Regions from separate parts of the Sus scrofa genome. Here regions 2, 3 and 4 are each linked to region 1. The links are chromatin contacts, called in public Hi-C and HiChIP or PLAC-seq maps. All regions are on one chromosome and are shown on one strand. The core of a region is the stretch at or near the end of the contact, and the rest is flanking DNA. Distances in the headings are between cores, read along the strand shown. Region 1 holds the start of SPAG8 (sperm-associated antigen 8). Region 2 holds the start of VCP (valosin containing protein). Region 3 holds the start of PIGO (GPI ethanolamine phosphate transferase 3). Region 4 holds the start of FAM214B (protein FAM214B).

What was found. Hi-C and Micro-C count contacts between places; a contact is called where the count stands out from the background. HiChIP or PLAC-seq counts read pairs in DNA pulled down with a chosen protein or histone mark.
Region 2: a contact with region 1 is called in a Hi-C map of alveolar macrophages, with 2.9 times the contacts expected there. The contact joins the promoter of VCP here to the promoter of SPAG8 in region 1. A contact is called at or near these places in 1 of 5 promoter capture datasets (fetal liver), 2 of 47 Hi-C or Micro-C datasets (alveolar macrophages and liver) and 1 of 2 datasets of contacts at active chromatin or transcription factors (alveolar macrophages).
Region 3: an H3K27ac HiChIP or PLAC-seq map of alveolar macrophages shows a contact between it and region 1. The contact joins the promoter of PIGO here to the promoter of SPAG8 in region 1. A contact is called at or near these places in 1 of 5 promoter capture datasets (fetal liver), 2 of 47 Hi-C or Micro-C datasets (alveolar macrophages and liver) and 1 of 2 datasets of contacts at active chromatin or transcription factors (alveolar macrophages).
Region 4: an H3K27ac HiChIP or PLAC-seq map of alveolar macrophages shows a contact between it and region 1. The contact joins the promoter of FAM214B here to the promoter of SPAG8 in region 1. A contact is called at or near these places in 2 of 5 promoter capture datasets (fetal liver and liver), 3 of 47 Hi-C or Micro-C datasets (embryonic fibroblasts, heart right ventricle and skeletal muscle) and 1 of 2 datasets of contacts at active chromatin or transcription factors (alveolar macrophages).

What each region holds. Positions count from the first base shown.
Region 1 is chr1:236,530,709-236,534,066 of Sscrofa11.1, reverse strand. SPAG8 (sperm-associated antigen 8) reads left to right here and starts at 1,886. Exons shown (of 7, transcript XM_005660229.3): 1 at 1,886-2,591; 2 at 2,694-3,358. The coding sequence starts at 2,503. It overlaps HINT2 (histidine triad nucleotide binding protein 2), which reads left to right. Exons shown (of 5, transcript NM_001244328.1): 2 at 952-1,092; 3 at 1,221-1,295; 4 at 1,384-1,456; 5 at 1,565-1,751. The coding sequence ends at 1,656.
Region 2 is chr1:235,867,963-235,871,320 of Sscrofa11.1, reverse strand. It overlaps VCP (valosin containing protein), which reads left to right and starts at 1,715. Exons shown (of 17, transcript NM_214280.1): 1 at 1,715-1,902. The coding sequence starts at 1,886. FANCG (Fanconi anemia group G protein) reads left to right here. Exons shown (of 14, transcript XM_003121983.6): 14 at 1-248.
Region 3 is chr1:235,886,749-235,890,106 of Sscrofa11.1, reverse strand. PIGO (GPI ethanolamine phosphate transferase 3) reads left to right here and starts at 1,769. Exons shown (of 10, transcript XM_021065447.1): 1 at 1,769-2,134; 2 at 2,892-3,358. The coding sequence starts at 2,922.
Region 4 is chr1:235,905,301-235,908,658 of Sscrofa11.1, reverse strand. It overlaps FAM214B (protein FAM214B), which reads left to right and starts at 1,517. Exons shown (of 9, transcript XM_013986310.2): 1 at 1,517-1,604.

The DNA.
Region 1 (3,358 bases), core at 637-3,136:
CACAGGGTCAGTGCAGCGGCTGCTGCCTTTGCCCGGCCAGCTGAACGCCTGCTCCGGGCAGCTCCTCAGTGCCCCCTGCGGGACGTGAGGTTTTTTTGTCTGGGAGCCAGTCTTCTGCTCCGTCAGGTCCTTGGCCTTCTCCTGAGCACTAGTGCTAACATCTCTTCTTCCCCCTTGCCAGAGCGACTCAAGGGGTCAGATTCATCCCGTCCCATTCTCCCACAATGTGACACCTCTGACGTCAGCCTACTCTCAGCCCTTGGAAAACTGGGACTTCCCTAACCTCAGTCCCCTGGGGCTGGGTTAGTTGTGTTCACTCAGCTGAACGCCTCCCTGCACTGATTCAGGGGACTGGAGTCAAAGTTCACAGTAAGAGGTCAGATGTGACACCTAGACGCCCTTGTGTCATACAGGGCAATTGTATTAAAATATGGCTAAAACAAGTAACAGCTTAAAGATCAGAAAACAAGTAATGGAATTAAGTGGAAACTTACTGAAAGGTGAGAACAAATGGAAAAAGTTCCAAGTAGTCCTAAGAGATGATGCAAACCACCCTCTTTATATTTGAAGCAGAAAGAAGGGGTTTATCTAAGGTGATTAAATAGTAAAATAGGAACTGGGACCTAAACCTCCAGGTTTTCATTCTGGATCCTTTCCCTTGAAACAGCGCTAGATTTCCTCAACACTTTAGGAGCAGTAGTCGACTGCACTGCTGAATCCTGCATTGTAATACGGCCTGTTACCTAACTAGGCCCAGCAGTATCTGGCCTTGCTCTCTGCTGTTGATGCTCTGAAATCGAGGAGCTTTTCCCCTGGTTGGGAACCACTAATAGGTTCTTGGAAGGGTGAAATTAATGCCTTTCAAAGCCCAGCCTCTGTCAGCCCCAACTGATTACATGGGAGAGTGGTATTGCCAACTCCCTCCCGTGGGTGTGTCTGACCCACCTGCAGGTCCGAGGAGCTGCAGGTGTGACTGATGGGAATGAAGTGGCCAAGGCCCAGCGGGCAGCTCCTGGGGGAGCAGCCCCAACCATCTTCTCCCGGATCCTGGATCGAAGCCTCCCAGCTGACATTCTATATGAGGACCAGCAGGTGGGGTACCCTTAGGACCCATCCCCTTAAGAATTTCATAAATACCATCCAGTTTGTTGAACTAACATGGTGGCCTCTGGCATGTTCACTGCTCCCAGTGTCTTGTATTCCGTGATGTGGCCCCTCAGGCTCCTGTGCACTTCCTGGTCATTCCTAAGAAGCCCATTCCCCGGATTAGCCAGGCTGAAGAAGAAGACCAGCAGGTGGGAAGAACAGGGCCAGGGTTTGGCTGAGGGAAAGGTTTTGTTCCCTGTAAATGAAGCCACCTGTCTCCCTCCCCTTTCCCTGTAGCTTTTAGGACACCTTCTCCTTGTGGCAAAGAAGACAGCAAAGGCTGAAGGACTGGGAGATGGATACCGACTTGGTGAGTGACATTTGGCCCTTGAGCCCCTCACCATCAATTGATCTAACCTCTCAATATGATCTTCATTCTTTGACCATCTTAACCCCCTAACCCGACGCACCATTTCAGTGATCAACGATGGGAAGCTGGGTGCACAGTCTGTGTATCACCTGCACATTCATGTACTTGGGGGCAGACAGCTCCAGTGGCCTCCAGGTTGAACCTACCAAAGGACCAAGGACCCCAGACTTGGATGCTTGGACGGGGTAGGGAAATAACAGGACCCAATGATGCCAATAAACTTGTTCTCCCTCAATTCTGGATCCCTGTCTTAAATATATAAAGATTTATACCTCAAATAGAAAAGAAAACTGATTCAAGACTTTGATCCCCCTTGACTATGGTCTGAAACACTAAGGAAGCCCATGATGCAGTCAAAGGAGCACTTGCCTGTGTATCTATGAGTTCATGACTCATGGTCCACCTGGGTTAAACTTCTAGAAAAGCAGCAGTTCTAAGAATGTGCCTGAATAAGTAAAGCCAGTATCCCAAGACTTGCTCAATTCAGATACCAAGCCAAGTTATAAGGGGGTCTGGAAGGAGGAGGGTCAAGGTGAGGGCCTTTCATTGGAGAAGTTATCACACTCAAAACATCTGCTGCCCCATGTCTCACCATTCTGTTTAAGCTGTTGTCTGATGTATTTTCCACCTTAAAAATTTTAAAAAGATGCCCCACTTTTGAGAATGAAATTAGGGGAAGCTACCATTGTCCCTTGTAGAAACACATCAAGTAGGCTTTTGTCTGATTCCACAGCACTGTGCCTGTATTCAACACAAAGAACCACTTTAGAAAGCCTCCAAAAGTCCTGCGCGGGTATGAAGGGCGAGACCTTAGGCCGGCGAATCTTAGCAGCCAGGCCGGATGGAAAGCGCACTTCCCAGAGTGCACCAGATTCAAGACTTCCGCCCCGCAGAGAACTTGCCTCCACCCCCACCCCCACCCCCACCCCCACCCCCACCCCCGCCCTCCACGTCCGCCCAGCTCTAGTTCTGCGCAGTCTCCTGGAATGGTTTGCCGTCTCTATAGCAACGCAGTACCCAGTAGCGAGTGTCGCAAGATGGAAACCACTGACTCCACAGAGCTATCGCCATCGCGGTGAGATCTGCAGCTCTGGCTGCAGGCATAAGGGGACAAGGAAGGTCAGTGGACTTCCCCCGCTGCCCTTTTGACGACTTTGCCTTTTTCACTTTTTTTCAGCTCTTTAGACGAACAGCCTAGCTCCGAAGAACTAGGGACCACTTCAGATCCCTTGCCTTCTTTGGATGGCCGTCATAGGTCGGCTCTGGCAGCTGCAACTGCAGCAGCCTCAGCAGCTGCTGCAGCCACTGCAGCTGCCTCCACTGCCAAGGCAGCTGCATTATCTACACAGACCCCAGCGCCCTACTCAGAACGGAGCCTTCTCCTGGAGCCCTTCTCTGACAATCTTACTGCGGCGCACCACACCACCCCCAGATTTACCCACAAGATAGGCCATGGGAGACTTGGCTTTGAGCCTGTCCAGGTCTCCCATATTGCTCGAAATTCCTACACTGCAAATGATCCTATCTCTAGCCAAGGCCCTGTTCCTGGCTCCAGCTCTGACCCTGTTCCTGGCTCCAGCTCTGGCCCTGTTCCTGGCTCCAGCTCTAGTCCTGGTCCTGGCACCAGTTCTGGTCCTGGTGGTGGCTCTGGTCCAGGCCCTGGTGGTAGATCTGGTGAAGGCACTGGTCCCGGTCCTGCCTCTGATTCTAGGCATAGTCCAGGCTGTGGCCATGACCCTGGGTTCAGCTCCTCTGCTCCTCCAGGCTTCAGAAACCCAAGGGCAGATCTGGTCCCTAATTATGCCTCCTGGAGTCACGACAGCCACTGGGAGCCTCAGAAAC
Region 2 (3,358 bases), core at 466-2,965, 660 kb after region 1:
GGCTTCAGTGAGCCACCTGTCAGGAGGGCTTTCTGCTAATACACTCCTTGGGGAGTGTGGCTAGAGCTGACCATTCCAATATAAGTCTGACATTAGAGAGGTTGGTGGTAGTCCTGCAAAATTTGTTCTAGTTACTGGTGTTCTGGTTCCAGAAAAAGCCCCTCTTCCAACAACAAGGCACTGACTTTATTGATAGTACCTTTTTTTCCTGTTTACCTTTTTATGTTTTGAATAAAATTTGATATCTATCTTCTGTCTGCTTACTGCACATACTTGAGTGGGAAGGCTCACAGCTGGCTGATTCAGCTGAGTGCGGGTTGTCTAAGATGCCCTCTCCCAATATCATCTATCTTATGATCCTCAGGAGAAAGGGCTACAGGAATCCTTACTCAGGAATCAGTGCCTTTAGTCCTTCTTGCCAAAAAGGCGAGTACCCCTGCAAACCCAGGATCCTAGGTGAGGCGACAGAATGAGTGGAGTTAGGTAGGTCTGGAAGGTGATTCTTAGAAGGAAGGGACAAGCAGACCTCTGAGTCTGTTAGAATGACACCTCACCCCCTCCCTAATCCAAATTTGGGATTCGATGGTCTTAGTCAAATGTGTCTCTATGGTTAGAGGGTAAAGGATGAATTAAGTCACCATACCACCAAAGCTGCCTGTTGAATATAGTCAGGGCAAGCTGGCATTTTGGGTCCAAGGTCATCAAGTCTCAGCAATGTTTTTTTTTTTTTTTTCTTCTGCTTTAGGCTCTATTGAATCTGTTTGTGTTCTGCGGTTGCTATTTTTTTTTCCTTTTTTTTTTTTTTTTGGCCTCGCCCATGGTAGGCATGCGGAAGTTCCTGGTCCGGGGATCGAACCTCTGCCACTGCAGTGACCCAGGCCCCTGCAGTTATAACGTGGGTCATTTAACCTGCGGAGCCACAAGAGAACTACCTGTGGTTGTCTTTTGATTCCTCTTCGGAATTGAGTGTCCTTTGCATAGCTATTAATATTAATACCCAATGGTAAGAAGGAGCACATACCTCCAAGCCCTGCGGAACTATAAAGCTTGTGGGATTAGGATTACCAGAGGGTGTAATGACAACAGGGAAGAGTGGATTAAGAGCTGGAATGCTAGCCAAAGAGTCCGGAGTAGAGGTGGCTGGAGCCAGCGTTTTGAAGGAGCAAGGAGAGGGGTTAGAGTGCATACTCAGGTTTTGGAAGAAAATGGGTGTGTGGGTTATCACTACAAAAGGACTAGACTAATACAAGGGTTCAATCCATTGTGCCAGGTTCTTCTAGCCGGATAAACTCAGGAGCCAATGAACTGGAGCCAAGTGGGAGAGTCAGCCTCCCAGGGTTAAAGGCTCTCCTTTCGCCAGTCGATCTGGCCCCATTCCTTTCGTTGATTGGTCGAGAGTCCCAATCCGTCGAGGAAGCGTAGCGTTGCGGCCAATTGACGTGGCGTTACTAGGCGTGTTGCATCCCTGAGGCGGGAGCCGGGCCGCAAGCGAATTTCCTGATTGGCTCTGGTCCGCGGGTTGCTGGGGAGAGGAGGCACGGAGAGGCGGGCGGGAGTACCCAGGGCAGGCGCTGATTGGCTGAGTTGTGAGCACCTCTCCTTCCGATGATTCGGCTCTTCTCGCCTCAGTCTTCGCAAAGCGTCTGCAGCCGTCGTTTGAGTTGTCGCTGCCGCTGCCCCCTCGCGGATCAGGCGCTAGCGTCCCCCGCCCGCTTACCGCCCTGGTGCCTCTGGGAGGAAGCGAAAGGGAGGCCGTCTGCGGGTTTGTCGTTGCCGCTCACCCTCCGCCCGGGAGAGCCGAGCACCGGCCGAGTCGGTCGCCTGCCACCCTTCGTAGCCGTTACCTGCGGGCCGCCACAGCCGTTGGCCGGGAGAAGCGCGCGCCATGGCCTCCGGAGCTGAGTGAGTGTGTGCGCGCCCCCCGTCCTCCCGCTGCGAGTGCGCGCACTGGGAGATCCCCTGCGTTGGGTAGGCCCGGCCAGGCCTGCTTGTGGGCGCGTCTAGGAGGTGGAGACAGGGAAGGAGGGAGACGGAAGGAGAGGAAGGGGGCGAATGAGGAGCCGCGGACCCCGCTGGGCCCGGCCGCGCACCCGTGCGCCCCCTAGGCGGGGCTTGCTTTGGGCCTGGGTCGGGGCCTGGGCCGGATCGTGCTGTGTCATGCAGGCCCGGGGCGGCCTGATTGGCTCCTCTCGAACGGCTGTCCTGTCCTAGTGAGGTCTGAGGGCCCACGCTGCCGGCACGGAGCCCCGGGGCCTTGGGGTGTCCACCTGCGATCCAGTCTGCCACCCGTTGTAGGCCTTTGGTCCCCGGAGAGTGCAGGCCACTTGGGCCTGACGCCCTAACTGGGCCCGGTGGGCGTGGACTTTGAGCCACGTGAAGGCCTTAGGAGCCGGGAGACCGAGACCGAGGAGGAGGCCGGAGCAGTGCAAGGCCGGGCGAGCTCAGGGGAGCTCCCGACGGCCCTTTTGGATCCGGGTGGGTCTGGCCCGTGGTTGGCATCCTCTACGACCTGAGTAGTGAGAGGCTGTTACCGAGAGGGCGGGCCCTGCCTTTCCCATCTGGCCTTCTTCATACTTTATTATTCCTGTTTTATTCATATGGGAAGGCTATAGTCAGTTTTCAATAATGTTAGGAAGTGGGGTTCATTAGGTTCTTGCTAAAATTCGAATCTCAGTTCGTATTTTGTGGGCCTTTCTAGATTTCAGCCTTTTGTGGTGTGAAGGTTAGAGTTGCCCTAACTTCTCAAACACACACAGCCTTTTACCTATGTGGAGAAATCCTGAGCTCTCTATTCCTCAGGAAAGCATCAGATAAAACCTGGCTACCTCTGCCCATTTTAGAATCAAGAGCTTTAGATACTGGGGGAGTTGGGGTGGGGGAGGAGAACACTGCCATCCTATGGAAACTCTTCTATGCAAAGCACCTTCCAGACTTGAAAGTTCAGTTTTTTGAGGTGTTCCTTTTTTTCAAGTTTCTGAACCGAGGTGAAGTATTTATTACTGAGGCGCCTATTGAAAAGGGCTGCTTATTAATACTTAAAGTACCCTCTTTAGTTTCCAGTACTAAAAGTCGAAAATTCTTAGAACCTGGCATCATAGACAGTTTATCTCTAGGTCATCTTGATGACTCTTAACTGAACTCTGTCCACGCCCCCTGTGGCCCACTGGGGTCCTGGAAGAGGGCCTTGACTCATGCAGGAAACCAGAGGAAGGTCCCCAAAGAGCCTCCAGGACTGTTGTCAGCCCATGATCAAGCTGACTTCCCTTGTTTAGAGGTTACCTCTTTCGATCTCAGGGGACAGATGTAGAATTAAAGGTCTTTACTTTAAGGGCAGAACATATCAGTCATCTCCAGTGCT
Region 3 (3,358 bases), core at 520-3,019, 640 kb after region 1:
ACCTCATTGATGTACATTTAAGCTTAGATATGGAAATTAGGGGAAGGCCATCTGGGTATCTGAGAATAAAGCTGACAGAGGAGATTGCAAATGCAAAGGTCCTGAGGCAGAGTACACTGCCTTGTAATTGGAAGTGCAAAGCAGCTGCAGTGGACAGCAAAGTTAAGGAAGCAAAGAAGTTGTAACTAGCTAAATCAGAGAGGGAAGTGGGGAATTTGTGTGTAGGAGCTGGCCATGTAGGGCAACTACAAGAACTTAGGCTTCACTCTGATTTGAGAAAATGTTGGAGAAGTTGTTTTGTTTTTAATTGAAGTTTTTCAGATACAATTCACATACAATGCAATGCACCTGCTTAAAGTGTAAATTCAATAATTTGTAGTATATTCACAGAATTGTGCAACTGTCACAATTTAGAACATTTTCATCACTGCTTCCCCATCCCCACCCTACCACAAAAACCCTGCACCCATTAGTAGTCAGTCCTCTCCCCCCAGCCTTAGACAACCACTACTTTACTTTGTAGATTTACTGTAAATGGAATAATATGTGCTATTTTGTTATTTATTGCCTTTTTTACTTAGCGTGTTTTTTTGTTTTTGTTTTTTTTTTCTATTTCTTTGGGCCGCTCCCGCGGCATATGGAGGTTCCCAGGCTAGAGGTCGAATCGGAGCTGTAGCCACTGGCCTATGCCAGAGCCACAGCGACGCGGGATCCGAGCTGTGTCTGCAACCTACACCATGGCTCACAGCAACGCCGGATCCTCAACCCACTGAGCAAGGGCAGGGACCGAACCCGCAACCTCATGGTTCCCAGTCGGATTCATTAACCACTGCGCCACGATGGGAACTCCCTTAGCGTGTTTTTTAAGTTTTATTCATGTAGTAGCATGTAGCAATACTCATCTTTTTTTTTTTTTTTGCCAAACACTATTCTATTGTATAGATATAGCATATTTTGTTCATCCATTCATCAATGAAGGGCATTTGTGTTGTTTCTACCTTTTGGCTATTATGATAATGCTACCATGAACCCTCGAGTGTGCAATTTTTTGTGTGAACACATGTTTTTCATTTCTCTTGGGTATAATACCTATGAGTGGAATTGCTGGGTCATATGGTAACTCTATGATTAACCTTCTGAAGAACTTGCTGGACTGTTTTCCAAAGTTGCATTTTACAATTCTAACAGCAGTGTATGAGGGTTCACATTTCTTCACACCTACGCCAATACTTGTTATTCACCTTTTTTATTACAGCCATCCTCGTGGGTCTGAGGTGGTATCTCCAGCATTCCCCTGATGGCTGATGATGTTGAGCATCTTCTTATGTGTTTATTGGTCATGCATCTATCTTTTGTGGAGAAATGTCCTTCATATCTTTGCTGATTTTAAAATTGGACTGTCTTTTTATTATTGCGTTGTAAGAATTAGTGAAAGACTTGGAGTTCCCGTAGTGGTGCAGTGGTTAAGGAATCCAACTTGGAACCATGAGGTTGCGGGTCCGAGCCCTGGCCTTGTTCAGTGGGTTAAGGATCTGGCGTTGCCGTGAGCTGTGGTGTAGGTTGCAGACGCGGCTCGGATCCCGCGTTGTTGTGGCTCTGGTGTAGGCCAGCAGCTACAGCTCCAATTAGACCCCTAGCCTGGGAACCTCCATATGCCTCGGGAGCGGCACTAGAAAAGGCAAAAAAAAAAAAAAAAAAAAAAAAAAAAGGCAAAAAAAAATTAGTGAAAGACTAGCAGAGAATGAATAAAAACGCATCAGTTGGAGTCAGCTTGGCAAAAAGGGGGTAATAAATACTGTCCTTATTTTATAGATGAGGTAATGCCCAGTAATGACAATGAGTGGCAGAGCTAGGACTTAAGCTAAGTTTGGTTCCAGAAGCACAGATCTTAGTCTTAACCAAGAATGGACAGTGGTTCCCAGAACTTTTTAGCTTAGTGCCTTGCCCCCAATGCTAAATTACCATAATCTCCCACCGATTCCTTCTCTGGCCAGCCCTGCGTTCCTTGCCGAACTTCCTCGGAGGCGCCAGCAGGTGGCGATGGGCATCCCTCGCGGGCTGCTCTATCCAGCGCACGCACCTCTGTGGTGCCAGGCCGCCGGCGCCGCCGCTGCACTTCCGGGCGCCGTTTAAGGTGAGCCAGGGTCTCCCCAAACCCCCTTAAGCTGCCTTTTCCCCTTAGTAAAGAACCCTCCCACCCCGCTCACAGAGGTCGCAGTCTGGCAGGTCTAGTACCCGGGTCTGGGTGCCTAGGCGGAGGCCGGGTGGCCATCGGAGGAGGTAGAGCCATCTGGACGATTGGTCCCGGCGAGGCCCAAACGCCTCAGAACCTCGCGCCTCTGCTCTGCTGCGCCGGAGAGCTCGCGCTTCTGGTCTCTTGGCGATCCTGGCAGTCCGGAAGCGGAGTAGGACTCCTTCCTTTCGTTCCCTCGAGCCCCGCCAGGCGGCGCCGTGAGCCTGGCCGGGATTCCCCCTGCGACTGCGAGCTTTGACCACCCCAGGGGTGTTGAAATTGGCGAGGAGAGAGGCGGAGAAACGGGCTGTCAGAAAGCAGTCTACCACTTGGAATAAGTTTCTCTCGTGGACTGTGTTTTCCATCATTAGGATCTCCTGGAGCACATGTGCAAATGCCTGTGCTGCATTGCCGAAGATCCTGATTCAGGGGATCTGGGGTGGCGCCTGGAAATCAGCATTTTAAAACAGCCGCTCCAGGTCGATGCCCATAGTCTGCGCACCTCACCTTCAGAAACTCTGGTATAACTGGTGGAGAGGAACATTGCACTGGGTTGGCTATGGGAGTGTTTATCTTGAGGAAGACTTCCAAGAGGAAGTGATCCTAGCTGGGCTTTGTATTGAGAGACTAGAAAATCCACTGGTTCTTTGCTTTACAGTTATGAATTCCCTCCCCCGCCACCACCAGGATGCAGAAGATCTCAGTACTGCTCTTCCTGGCCTGGGTCAGCTTCCTCTTCTATGCCGGCATTGCTCTCTTCACCAGTGGCTTCCTGCTCACCCGATTGGAACTCAACAACCACAGCAGCTGCCAAGAGCCCCCAGGCCCCGTGTTCCTACCATGGGGGAGCCAAGGGGAGCCTGGGGCCTGCTGGATGGCTTCCCGATTCCCCCGGCTTGTGTTGGTGGTGATAGATGCTCTGCGATTTGACTTTGCAAAGCCCCAGTTCTCACACGTTTCTGGGGAACCTCCTGTCTCGTTGCCCTTCCTGGGCAAACTGAGTTCCTTGCAGAGGATCCTGGAAAGTCAGCCTCACCATGCCAGGCTCTACCAATCAAAAGTTGACCCCCCAACCACCACCATGCAGCGTATCAAGGCCCTCACCACCGGCTCACTGCCAACCTT
Region 4 (3,358 bases), core at 268-2,767, 630 kb after region 1:
TTGGTGTTCAGTAAAAAGCATCTTAACGACTCACAGAAAGAAAGTCACAGGGACCTAAAGAATCTGAGACTTAGAGAGAAATTTAACAGGTCTGATCCTTCATAGTCCTCAGCACTGCCAACTCCACAGAGAAGCTCTGAGTTCTGCAAGGGCCCTGTGCTGCCATCTACCGGTAGCTGGCAAGCATCGACTCCCCATTGCTATCTCCAGAACCCAAAGGGTTGCGGGAAGTTGGAGAGTAGAATCAAACGCTAATTAAATTACAGAAGTGTAAATGTCACATAGTTTTTGTTTTGTTGTGTTTTGTTTTGCCTTTTTTTTAAAGGGCCGCACCCACGGCATATGGAAATTCCCAGACTACGGGTCAAATCAGAGCTGCCGCAGCTGCCAGCCTACACCACAGCCCACAGCAACACCAGATCCTTAACCCATAGGATTGAACAAAGCCAGGGACTGAACCTGCATCCTCATGGATACTAGTCGGGTTAGTTACCGCTGAGCCACAACAGAACTCCTGTCACATAGTTGATTTGACACGTGCAAAGCAAAGGCTCTACTTTTCTTCAGTGATTGCAGGCTCCCCTTACTCTGTAGTAACACTTAGGCTCATGAATTTCACAGACGACTCTCTGACCTATCTCTACAGGTACACATCTGACTCTTACTTCTTGTCTCCCAGAATTCAGACTCTCTTGAACAGAGTAGGCTGCAGAAATTATTCATCCTCACAGAGTTGAGACCCCGTCAACCAGATTTGCGCATTTTTACAGAACCCTGAGACCCCTTGTGCTACTTTGCAAGTCCCACAGACCTCCCCCATTAAGGCAAATACACGCGCTAACGCAGACGGCTTCACTAAGAGGCTCAAGTTCCGCAGGCTGCTCACACCAGCGCAAAAGCTTGAGAGGGCCTCATTCAGGCTCGGCGCCTTCAGGCTAACGCTTTGACCCTGGCTCTGGCTCCCCACCTCCAGCCTAATCCGGTCAGCCTAGGCCTCACACAGAGGGCACATGCCCCGCCCATCTAAACCTGTCATCACAGAAGCCGCACGTGGCCGGGGTGGGACCTCAGGCGACCTGCAGCCATCACTTTGTCTCCTCCACCATCCATTGGGACCACCACCACCAATCAGAGCCAGCGGTTCCCGGCTGGAGAGCGGGCGCCGGGGTGAGGCTAGTGGGAGAAGGGGCGGGGGGAGAAGAGGCTCAGAGATCTGAGGGGGCTAGCGTTGGAAAGGAGCTTGGCACCGGTTCTGCCAGGCTGGAATCCGAGTGGGCGGGTCCTAGTGACAAGCAAGGAGACCAAAAAGGGGCGGGGATTGGAGGGGACGACGGGCAAGCAGTGTTCAATGGGGAGACGCCGAGAAGACGAGAAGGGGCGGGGCCTTAGAGGGGGCGGGACCTGTATTACAGGGGAGGAGCCCCAGGAATTACAGAAACTAGGAAAAAGGACAAGCGGGGTGGGGGGGGAAGGTGGGAGGTGGGACAGGGGGAGGGTGGGTCTTGTCGTTGCGGGGGCGGGGCTCGCACCAAAGGGGCGAGGTTTGCCGGAGGAGGCTGCAGCTGGGGCAGCTGTGTAACTGCCCCAATCCACTACCTCCCCAGGTGCAGCGGGACTCACGGAACTGCAGGTGTGGGGTGGGGTGCGTGTGGAAGAAGGGACAAGGACCGGGGTGCGCTTGGGCAGACATGAGGAGGTGGGGATCGCTTTAGGGAAGGAGAGAATTGGGAGAAATGCTGGGGTAGGGTGGAGTAAAGCAGAGTTAGGGGAGGAGCTGGGGCTCACTGTGTGGGCTAGGAGGTGCATTCTCCGGTAGCCCTTGTGGGGGAGGGGCGGGAGTGCTTTGTGAGGGTGGGAAGTACTAGGTAGGGGGTGAAGTCTTTATCTTGAAGTGGAGGGTTGGAGAAGATACTTGAGGAGGAGGGACTCTGAAGGAGCTTAGGGGGAAAGGGAAGAGGGGGTGTTGTGTGATGGAGAAGGGCTGGTGGTCCAGAGTGTGGGAGGGACAGATGGCCTGTGTGGAGGAAGAAGGGATGGGGCTGTGGGCACTCTGCGAAGGGAAGGGGTTGCAGGCCCCAGCTGGGGAGGGAAGAACCCCTAGTGCTTTGAGAAAGTGTGGGGGCATTATAGAGATTCCAGGAAGATGTTTGTGTCCTGTGTTTTAGGAATGAGGGTGATGAAATTGCTGGGGTGAAGAAGCCCGTCTGCAGTGCTCCTGGCTCCTCAACTCCTAACTCCACCTTCAGGCCTGAGCACTCTTAGAGAGGATCTAGGCCCCACTTGCCACTAGGGCTTGTGCGACCTTCTCAGGCAGCTCTGGATCTGTCTGGCTGAGTCTGGGTTTTTTGGTTTCTTTTTTTCCCCCTTCGTTGGTGTCTCTGGGGACCCTTCCCCCATTCTGTTCCTGTTAACCCCCCACTCTAGTTCCTGTTCCTTCTAGAAGCTTGCCTTGGTCCCTGTCTTCCCCCACCTCCCCCACTTTGCTCTGCCCTTATGTTCTGGGTGTGCTCATTTCCCACTTCCTTCCTCGCCCTGGGGCCTGGCCCGGTCCTTGCATGTCTAGGAGCTGTGCCTGCCCCAGACTTTGTACTCAGTGGCCAGAGACCTAATAATTAGCAGCAAGGCCCAGACCCCACCCTCACTACTACCAAGGTCTTTCCCAGCAGGCCCCCAAGTGAATGGTAGACACATTTTTACCACTTGCCACAAATGAAATTTCCCCACACTTTTCCTTCTCCTGGGTAGGTAACATTGCGACCGTCAAAAATTCTGGGTGTCTGTAGGAGGGGAAAATAATAAGTACTAAGGGTCTTTGATGCATGTTTGGAGAGGTGGGTCACTATTGTCATTTGAACTTGAGAAGGGATGTGAGGTTGCAGCCTCTGCTGGGGGAGGAAGAAGGAATGGCTCCCCATACTCCTGACCTGGAAGCTGACTGTCAAAACTGAGACTAGGGCCTAGTCCACTTGGGGGCTCCTCTGGTTCCCTGAGGGGACCTGGTGTAGGGCCAGAGTTCATTTTGCCCCTGGGCTGGCTGGGACAGGGTGGGAAAGCCCTGTTTTCCACACAGTGGCTGAATGAGTGTGACAGTGTTGCTGAAAGGGGCCCCAAGCCAGCCTCCTCTGGCTGAGAGACGGGTTGGTGGGGAGGAGGGGGTGCTGAGGCCAGACAAAGCCTTGGGGTAGGGTGGGGTAAAGGAGGGCAGGCTGAAGCCTTTTGAGGAGGAGCTGATTGCTATGGCAACACAGCTTCCCAGTCTGTCTCTCAGAGAGGCGGGCCTAGGGCAGACTCACTCCAGCTTCCTCTGGACTAAGGCATTCGTGTGAGTGGGTGGGGCATGAAGAGAAAGAGCATCAGT